2 separate regions of the Triticum aestivum genome follow, and region 1 is linked to region 2. Evidence: chromatin contacts called from public Hi-C data. All regions are on one chromosome and are shown on one strand. Each heading gives the region's core, a stretch centred on a gene start, on an enhancer-like site or on the middle of the called end of the contact. The rest is flanking DNA. Distances are from core to core; before and after follow the strand shown.

Evidence for each region. Hi-C and Micro-C count contacts between places; a contact is called where the count stands out from the background.
Region 1: a contact with region 2 is called in a Hi-C map of leaf, with 4 times the contacts expected there. The contact joins the promoter of LOC123054001 here to the promoter of LOC123054000 in region 2. A contact is called at or near these places in 2 of 5 Hi-C or Micro-C datasets (both in leaf).

Annotation. Positions count from the first base shown.
Region 1 is chr2D:486,043,291-486,047,997 of IWGSC CS RefSeq v2.1, reverse strand. It overlaps LOC123054001 (3-hydroxyacyl-[acyl-carrier-protein] dehydratase FabZ), which reads left to right and starts at 1,620. Exons shown (of 1, transcript XM_044477640.1): 1 at 1,620-2,647. The coding sequence starts at 1,801. The coding sequence ends at 2,454.
Region 2 is chr2D:485,839,440-485,844,203 of IWGSC CS RefSeq v2.1, reverse strand. LOC123054000 (probable low-specificity L-threonine aldolase 1) reads left to right here and starts at 1,837. Exons shown (of 10, transcript XM_044477638.1): 1 at 1,837-1,997; 2 at 2,675-3,177; 3 at 3,281-3,392; 4 at 3,487-3,537; 5 at 3,648-3,719; 6 at 3,799-3,931; 7 at 4,031-4,089; 8 at 4,173-4,270; 9 at 4,501-4,567; 10 at 4,678-4,764. The coding sequence starts at 2,735. The coding sequence ends at 4,761.

The DNA.
Region 1 (4,707 bases), core at 371-2,870, 200 kb before region 2:
AATACAGAAAGGTAAATGCGCGTGCTTACTGCGAATCGAACCATGATCGTCCCGCTGTTGTGCGTGCGACGATAGCCAACAGACCAATCAATGTTTTGCTGACATATAAGCAGGGCAGTCTTTCAAGAACTATGCACCCGTAAGGACATGCTGCAGGTACTGTAGGAGTACTGTAGCTAATGCATTTTTAAAAAAGACGAACATGAAATATTTATTTGAAATCCATGAAATATTTTTTGAAATCGTGAACATATTTTGAAAACTATAACATATTTTCAAATTACTAGCAATTTTCTGAAATTGTAAACAAGAACATTTTAAAATTCCAGAATTGAAACACGAACAATTTTTCAAATTTTGAACATGAGAACATTTTTTAAAATTGAGAAAAATATTTGAAAATTTCAAACAAAAGAAACAAGAAAAATAACAACAAAAAAGGAAAGAAAAATAAAACCAAAAAAGAAACGAAGAACATATTTTGAAAGCGCGAACATTTTTCAAAATTACGAACAATTATTCAAAACGAGAAATTTTATCAAATTCCCCGAACATTTTTTATTTACGAACAATTTTTGAAAACATGAACATTTTTTTCATTTTTTGGAAAAAATTTAACACAAGAACATTTTGCAAAATTTCTGAACAAATTTTCAAAAAAATATAACATTTTCAAAAACAGGATCATTGTTTGGAATCATGGAAATTCCTTGAAAACAGAACATATTTCCAAATTCCATAACAAATTTGGAGAAGCGAACATATTTCAAAACTCCTGAACAAAATTTGAAGACACGAACATTTTTTGAAACTTGTGAACAATTTATGAAACTGGGAAAATGTTTGAAACTCCGGAGATATGAAAACATGAACATTGTTTGCAATTTGCGAACAATTTTTTAACGCCTGAACATTTTTTGAAAAGTTGTGAAAATTTTGAACAAAAGCTTTCGGTTTATTTTTTGAAAAACAAGAACATTTTGGAAAATCCCGAACATTTTTTGAATTTATGAACAATTTTCGAAGACCGCATTTTTTTGAAATTTTGAACGTTTCTTAAAAGCACGAACATTTTTTGAAAATTAAGAACAAAATCTGAATATGTACTTAGTTTTAAAAAGTAAAATAACCTTGAAAAAGAAGAACTAAAAAACGAAAACGAAAAAAATAAGAAAGAGGAAAGTAGAAAAAAGAAACAGAAAAAAAAAGAAATAAAAAAACCGGTAAAAGAAACAAAAAAACAGTTCAGGGAACCTTCTAGAAGGTTTCCAAAACCGGCTGGCGTTGTTGCTTATTGGGCCGGCCCATCGCGTCGCTGCTCGGTCGCTCGCCTGTGCAAAGAGCCGGCAGTTTGATGCAGTGTGCGTCCAATAGAATTTTCCCAAATCTACGTTCGTTTACGTCGGCCGGTTGGAGTTTGCTTGCCTTGGGAACAAGCCTTGTTCCGTGGTGGGCAGAAGGCCGGCCCGGCTCTTTTATTAGCATGCCCGTGGGCCGTGCCAGGCTAAAAATCCGTGTATGGAGTGCCGGCTGTGTAAGTATTTTTGGGCCTTAACCATTCAAGATTCGTACAGGCTGGCTTAAAAATAATAATCCAATGAAATCCGGGAGGGATGATATCGCCTTCCCAAACCAAAACGCAGCGGAGCTTCCAAAGCCAAACCAAAACCCTCGTCCCTCTTCCCCTCCTCGTTCCCATCGCCGCCACCCCTCCCCCTCGATTTCAAGCACCCTGCCCACCCATCGGGACCCTACTCCCCATCCCATACCCAATCTGCTCCTCGCACCCACGCTGCCCCAATGGAGACAGCCGCCGCCGTGTCCGTGCCCAGATCCGCCTGCCGTGCCGCACTCCCCTTCCCGGCTCCCCTCAAGCTCCAGGGCCGCGTTGCGCTCCCCCGCCGGGCGCTCCCCGGGGCGCCGAGGCAGCGCCTCGTCGCGCGCTGCGCGGCGGCCGACGACAGTGCGGCGGCGGCGGAGCTCCCCATCGAGAAAAGGTTCGCCGCCTTCCCGACCGTCATGGACATCAACCAGATCCGCGAGATCCTGCCCCACAGGTTCCCCTTCCTTCTGGTAGATAGGGTGATCGAGTACAAGGCAGGAGAGTACGCTGTTGCGATCAAGAATGTCACGATAAATGACAACTTCTTCCCCGGCCACTTCCCGGAGCGCCCGATAATGCCCGGCGTTCTCATGGTTGAGGCCATGGCCCAGGTCGGGGGCATCGTGATGCTGCAGCCTGAAGTCGGTGGATCCCAAGACAATTTCTTCTTTGCAGGGGTTGATAAGGTGAGATTCAGGAAGCCAGTCATTGCTGGTGACACTTTGGTCATGAGGATGACCCTCACCAAGTATCAGAAGAAGTTCGGGCTTGCAAAGATGGAAGGAAAAGCTTATGTGGGTGGCGATGTAGTGTGTGAGGGGGAGTTCCTCCTTATTAGCGCCACTGGGTGAACAGATCTGCTTGTGTGCGATGTGATCCTCTCACAAGATCTGATTAGAATGAGTCCAAGTTCAATTGTTGAGAGAATTGAGTTTGTGAACTGAACTTACAACATGTGAGGCAATTTTATCTTGGGTTTTACATCAAGTTGTGTAATGGCCTTTTGGGGCCGAGTCAGGCTATGTTGCTGGTGTTACAAGGTTACGATATCTGTAGTTTCGTGGTATAAACTATGCTTCTTAAAAAAAGATACTTCCTCTGTTCCAAATTATAAGATGTTCTGATAGACTAAAATAGCCTAACAAAACGTCTTATAATTTGGGGCGGAGGTGGTACATGTCAATGCTTTGCCCAGACGTCACGCTCTTGCCGAACCCTTAATCAAGGTGTTACATCTCCCACAGCGAATTCAGACAATTTAATTTTCTTAGCCATGCATATTAATTATAGTGGTTGACTATCTGTGCAACTCATGTACTCTAGCTGTGGATGCATAAGTATGATTTATGCAGATTTTTGGAATATACTCCCTCTCTTCTTAAATATTTGTCTTTTTAGATACTACTAGATGGTTTCACACTTTGAGTTGTCTGCACACACAAGATTCAGGCTTCCTTACAATGAATCTGTAATGTTGTGCATATCTATAACTGCACAAAATTCATGCAGAAAATGTAGAACCTGAACTTTGATTGGGGTTGCATATGACATGAGAGTAAACACCAGATAGGTAAGCTGTGCAGCAATTGGCCGATTCATTAAAAAAAGAAGGTATAATAGAGTTTACTGGTTAATAAAAACCCTGGCAAAAATCGATACAACATGCCCATAAGAAAGGGCAGCCCGGGTGACCTGGCACCAACCAGACCACACACACCGCCATGAAGAGGATGCCGTCGAGACTACTTTCCTTTCATCGTCATCACCTCTCTTCGAGCAGTTGATTGCGACTTCGCCGCAGACGACCTGTTAAGACCCCATCGAACGAATGACACATGACGACCTCGTTGGCCATAGCCAAACAATCGACCGCAAACATCGAGGATCGGTAGCTTCGATTTTGCTGGCACGCTTCCCAGGAGAAAGTTGCATGCCTCGCATCGACCTAACCTGGCACAACCTCCGGAGAGCACCGCCCACCGAAACCACCCTCATGGAGTCATCGTTGCCGTAGGGCCCTACCGCATGCAGCTCCGGCTTCTCTGTCATACTGAGAAACAAGCATAGGCGCACTTGTTGGCGATCCGGACCGTCCACATCAGAAGGACAAGCCACAATCCAGCTCCGCACGCCATCATCGTTATCACTGCACAAGTCGCAAATCCCCAAAGGGAAGCGCAGGGAGGGCTCACGGGTCTTCAAAACAACACCCCAAAGGGGGACAGGGACGATGTTGTTTCCTCGCCTGAAGAACAAGATTCGAGGATGGAGCGAGTAGAAGAGCTCCACATCGACGCATTCGAGAAGGGGAACGACGCTCGTAGGTGCCACCATCATCTGCCCGCCATAGTCGGGCAAGCTTGCGCTCGGAGCAGACACGATGAACACCCTCACGCAGCGGACCGTAACCAGCCCGCACATTCTTGCCCAACAACCGCGTCGTCGCCTCCTAGGGACCACCATATTAACTTAATTTGGATTGCCCAGGCACATTTAGATGTGTGCTTATTAGAGCACATCAAAGTTGTACCAGTCCATTCATTAAAGGCATAACCAGTGGACTCGCGTTTGATACGTCTCCGTCGTATCTACTTTTCCTAACGCTTTTCCTCTTGTTTTGGACTCTAATTTTCATGATTTGAATGAAACTAACCCGGACTGACGCTGTTTTCAGCAGAACTACCATGGTGTTGTTTTTTGTGCAGAAATAAAAATTCTCGGATTGGAACGAAACTTCTCGAGGAATTTTTATACAATAAAAGAGAATTCTGGAGTCAAGAACCACCGAAGGGGGGGGGCACCCCCCTCCAGGCGCGCCCAGGTGGGTTGTCCCCACCTGATGGCCCCGCAGACTCCAACCCTGATACTATAAAATCACACACTACTAGAAAAAAGGTTGTTAGTGGCGCACCTATTTTTGCTATTAATGACGCACTATAGGTGCGCCACTATTATCACGCCACTAGTAACAAATACTAATGGCGCACCTCTGGTGCAACATTAGTATTGCAGGTAACAGTGGCGCACCTTGTAGTGCGCCATTACTATTGCTACAGGTGCGCCACTGGTAACTTTTTTTTTGAATTTTTTTTAATTTTGAAGGC
Region 2 (4,764 bases), core at 588-3,087:
TTTTAATATTTGAAAACTTTTATTGTTTGCTTGATTTTGAATTTGAATTTGAATCGGTTTTTTGAACTAACGAGAGATTAGCAACAGTAACGGAGGTGACGTGGCACCATTAGTAGAGGATTATTGTAGTTTAATTATCCGGGCGTCACATCAGTGTTGGCGGCTTCCTTTGCAGTTTCGTCCTTCAGCTTTGTCTTCTTCACCAGTGCACTGATCCAGCAGGACCATGGTGTTCGTAACTTTTTGTCCGTGATCAACAACTGCAGGCTGGCTCCACCGTCGAAGTAGCATGCTACGGCGTGGGCATGTGGCATCGACCCGTCTGAAGGATGAAGACGGCCAGTCCCGAGAAACTTAGATGTAATTTCTTATTTTTCAAGGGTGTTTGTTTATTTTAGGGGTGTTTGTGCCGTTGGTTGGTTAAAGATCTAAGGACTCCTTTGATTCAAAGGAATTCTATATGAATTTCGGAGGATTGAAATCCTTAGGATTTTTTCCTATGTTGGTCCTTTAATTCATAGGATTGCTTCTCATAGGAATTTTTCTCATGAAATCTTTTGTACTACATTTTATAGAAAATCTAACATCCACTTCAACCACTTTTCACTCCTTGCTAACTTTATAAGATTCAAGTGGACATGCCACTTCAATCCTCTATTTTTTCTATTCCTACATTTTCATAATCCCGCGAATCAAAGAGGCCTTAAGTGATTTCCGAAGGAAAAAAGGATCAGATGTGCTTGGATGGAGAGTCCACGCACACTAGTGGACCTACCACGACATTTGCATCAGACGGCACCACCACGATTCACGAGTGTTTTGCAGGAACGAGGAACCAGCCAAGCAAAGAAGCACGCGGGGGCTTATCATGCCGACCCAAAAGGCTGATCTGGTACGGGACTTGCAGGAGGCGGCCGTGCACGGGTCGTCCAGCCCAACTCTATCCGCCAGCAGTGAAGCTACTCAGCACCGGCGATTGAGCTCACATCGTCATCAAGATAGCAAGAAGAGGGAGAAAAACATACGTCCACTCTTGTGCGCGTTTTTGGTTTGGACTGACACTTGGTGTGATAACGATGATTCATCAGCTGCACCGTAGTTACCTTTTGCATTCTCGGCAGCCACCTTGTGAAATGCAAGGCAAAATATCTGGTGGCCTAGCTAGGACCCCGGTCGCAAGCGAGGCCACCAAAACCAACTTGTACTCTGAGACCATATACTTTCAACAATGCATGCTACGGGACAAGTGAGAGAGTCTTGCAGAATTCTGTCTAGACACCTATGGATGGTCTGTGGAAGATGGCCTCCAGTGAAGCCAGCCTTAACTGCAACTTGCCACGCATGTAACATGTGTCGCTGGTAGCCCGGTCGAAAGGTGAAATGCGTACCGAATCAAGTGCGTGCATGCCTCTTTCAGAGAACATTTCCACGGTGCAAGTGTACAAACTCGAACGAGAGACGAGTTCTGGTTGGCGGCGTTTGCGTGCTGAATATTCTTATTATTCTACCACTTGGTATCTTTGTGTGAGCTGAGTAGGCCGACGCAGACCGACCATTCGGTATTGGACCGTCCCGGCTAATTTCACAGCCGGCACTAGGCTGATTTTCTTGGCCTCTTCCCTTTTCCGGTACCATTGGAGTTGGAGGACGTGACGCATCTACTAGGACTATCACCCACAGCTGGAGGGAAGGAGGCGGCCAAGAAAAGCAACGGTCCAGCGCTGTCCTACGTGGAGGCGCCCGCGGGCACGTGACAACGAGTGGTCAAGAAACGGGCGTGGCCGATCGCGTGAGGGCGCCTAGGTAAGGTAAACGTACGGCGTCTCGTCCAGCTCCTCTTCCTCAGGCAGGCGGCGCCCAACCCTCGTCGTCACGTATAAAGCGCGACTCCGCAGCGGCCAAGGCCAGCTCCGAAGCCAGACGGACCACTCTCCACTCAGCTCTTCTTTTCCCTTCCGCCTCGGCTCCATCGGGCTCCGCCTCGTCCAGGGATTCTGGTGCGCCTCAGCCCCTCAGACCCCCCCTCCTCATCCTCTTCTAGTATCAAGTTTTATTCACTGTTTTATTACGGATTGATGATGCACGAACGCGCGCGCACTCGTCTCCTCTCCTCCTCGTTTCGTGCCATGGATAGGAGTAGATTGCTAAAATATTTGTTGTTCCTCAACGATGATACCACCTTGCGATGCGCGGTGCCACGTTAATTTGCCCCTTCGTTCCCTTCCACCCCCAACCACAGTTCCATTCTTCTTGAAGCCGCCGTGCGGGTGTTCATCCTTTCGCCGTTTTCCAAAAATCTCAGAGGAAATGCGTGACATGCATCGGCATGGTCCCCGAAAAGGCGCCAAAGTTTGTGGTTGTTGGACGGATAGAGTTGTATGTATCCTTCCTGGTTGCACCTGCACACATTTGGCGTGTGTGCGTGCTGAGCCGTGGAGTGGAGGCCGTGTCTGTCCGCTGCGTGCCAAGTTCCGGGCACTCCTGTGCAATGTAAAAAAATGACGTCTCCTTTTTGGTTTTCCGTACGTGTGGGAGTTCTTGATTAGTTGACAGCTTGCAAGATGTTGATTTGGCATGAAATTTTCTCTTACCGAACGAAAAATTGCACCACTCACTGGTGCATCCAAGATTTACAGTGCGCTGCTAACAGAACGCTTCATATGGACCATTCTAGCTCCTGAGTCGTACGTGATCCTGCTGAAGCGTGAGCTCCAGCTACAGCCACACAGGCAGGATGGTGACCAAGGTGGTGGACCTCCGCTCCGACACGGTCACCAAGCCATCCGAGGCCATGCGCGCCGCCATGGCCGCGGCGGAGGTGGACGACGACGTCCTCGGCGCGGACCCGACCGCGCAGCGCTTCGAGGCGGAGATGGCCAGGATCATGGGCAAGGAGGCGGCCCTGTTCGTGCCGTCGGGCACCATGGGCAACCTCGTCTCCGTCCTCGCGCACTGCGACACCAGGGGCAGCGAGGTCATCCTCGGGGACAACTCCCACATCCACATCTACGAGAACGGGGGCATCGCCACCCTCGGCGGCGTCCACCCCAGGACCGTGCCCAACAATCCCGACGGCACCATGGACGTCGACAAGATCGTTGCCGCCATCAGGCATCGGGACGGGGCCATGTATTATCCCACCACCAGGCTCATCTGCTTGGAGAACACACACGGAAAGTGAGTTGCTCTCTGATGCACGTTGCTGCTGATGTTACTGATCAGAATGACCCGTGGTGTTTTTACCTGAATCTGGTTCATAATTTTCTTCTTGTTGCTGCAGCACTGGTGGGAAGTGTCTGTCTGTAGAGTACACCGACAAGGTTGGTGAGGTTGCTCAAAGCCATGGCTTGAAGCTTCATATCGACGGAGCTCGTATTTTTAACGCTTCCGTGGTAAGTAGTGTGTGATCAGAATAAACCGGCATGAGTAAGTACGAAGTATGCATATTCAGTCTCCTGAAACTTTCCGTCACTGTCGTCGTGTCAGGCACTCGGCGTTCCTGTTCATAGACTTGTGAGAGCCGCTGATTCAGTTTCGGTACGTAGCAATTTGCTCGCTATATTCCTAGATTATGCAACCCGGGTAAGAATGGGCTACACTAATATAGGATGTGTGACTGTATTTCTCTGTTAAACGTCAAAGTGCAGGTATGCCTATCGAAAGGTTTAGGTGCTCCTGTTGGATCAGTTATTGTTGGTTCGAAGGACTTCATATACAAGGTGACGATGGATATTCTGCTACTGAGTTTAAGCTGCTTAAGAGAACATGTAACGGAAATCTGAAGAATACCTTTTTCAGGCTAAGATTCTTAGGAAGACACTAGGTGGTGGAATGAGGCAGGTTGGAATTCTCTGTGCTGCTGCCTATGTTGCGGTTCGCGACACGGTAGGCAAGCTTGCCGATGACCATACGAAGGCTAAAGTTTTAGCAGGTTTCATATGATCTTTTCAATGTGGGCTCGCACTTCTTTTATCTATTTATATGACAAGTCATACAACCCTGAATTTGCTTGTCTTGTCCAATTGTTCAGATGGACTGAAGAAAATCAAACAGTTTACAGTCGATCTAACTTCAGTGGAGACCAATATGGTTAGCCTGCCAGCCCATCTATTAAGTTTGAACATGTCAACTTTAAATATCATATTTGTAACCTTGGGAGGTGTATTCTCTAGGTATTCTTTGATATTGCGGATCCACACATAACGCCTGACAAACTGTGTCAAGTCCTGGAACAGCGCAATGTGCTTGCAATGCCAGCAAGCTCCAAGAGGTTGAATTCAGTTCGCTCAACTGCTTAATTTTTTATTTTATTTTACTGCTGAGTAGTATTGTCAAGCTCAGCTGCTCAGTATAAGCATCATATTATGCCTGCATGGTTCTCTGACTAAAACTTCAGGCTGTATCTAAAAGAATCGCACTGTTTTATTACATACGGAGGACTTATGATGTATGCTTCATGCTAACTTCTAACCCTCCATTTTGAACCCCCTTAATTTGCAGCGTCAGACTTGTCACCCACTACCAAATTTCAGACAGCGACGTCCAGTATACTTTGACCTGCATCGAGGTACAAAAGTGTTACTCTGGATTCCTTTGAACTTCTGTCACCGATGCTCTCTGTTTGGTGTGTGGGTGTGTGTGTGTGTGGAGATCACTGATTTGTTGCTCTGTTTTCAGAAAGCCGTGGAGGAAATACTGTCGGGCAACGCCAAATTCGAGCGCCTGACAAACGGCACCACCACGAATTCATATGGGCACTAGGCC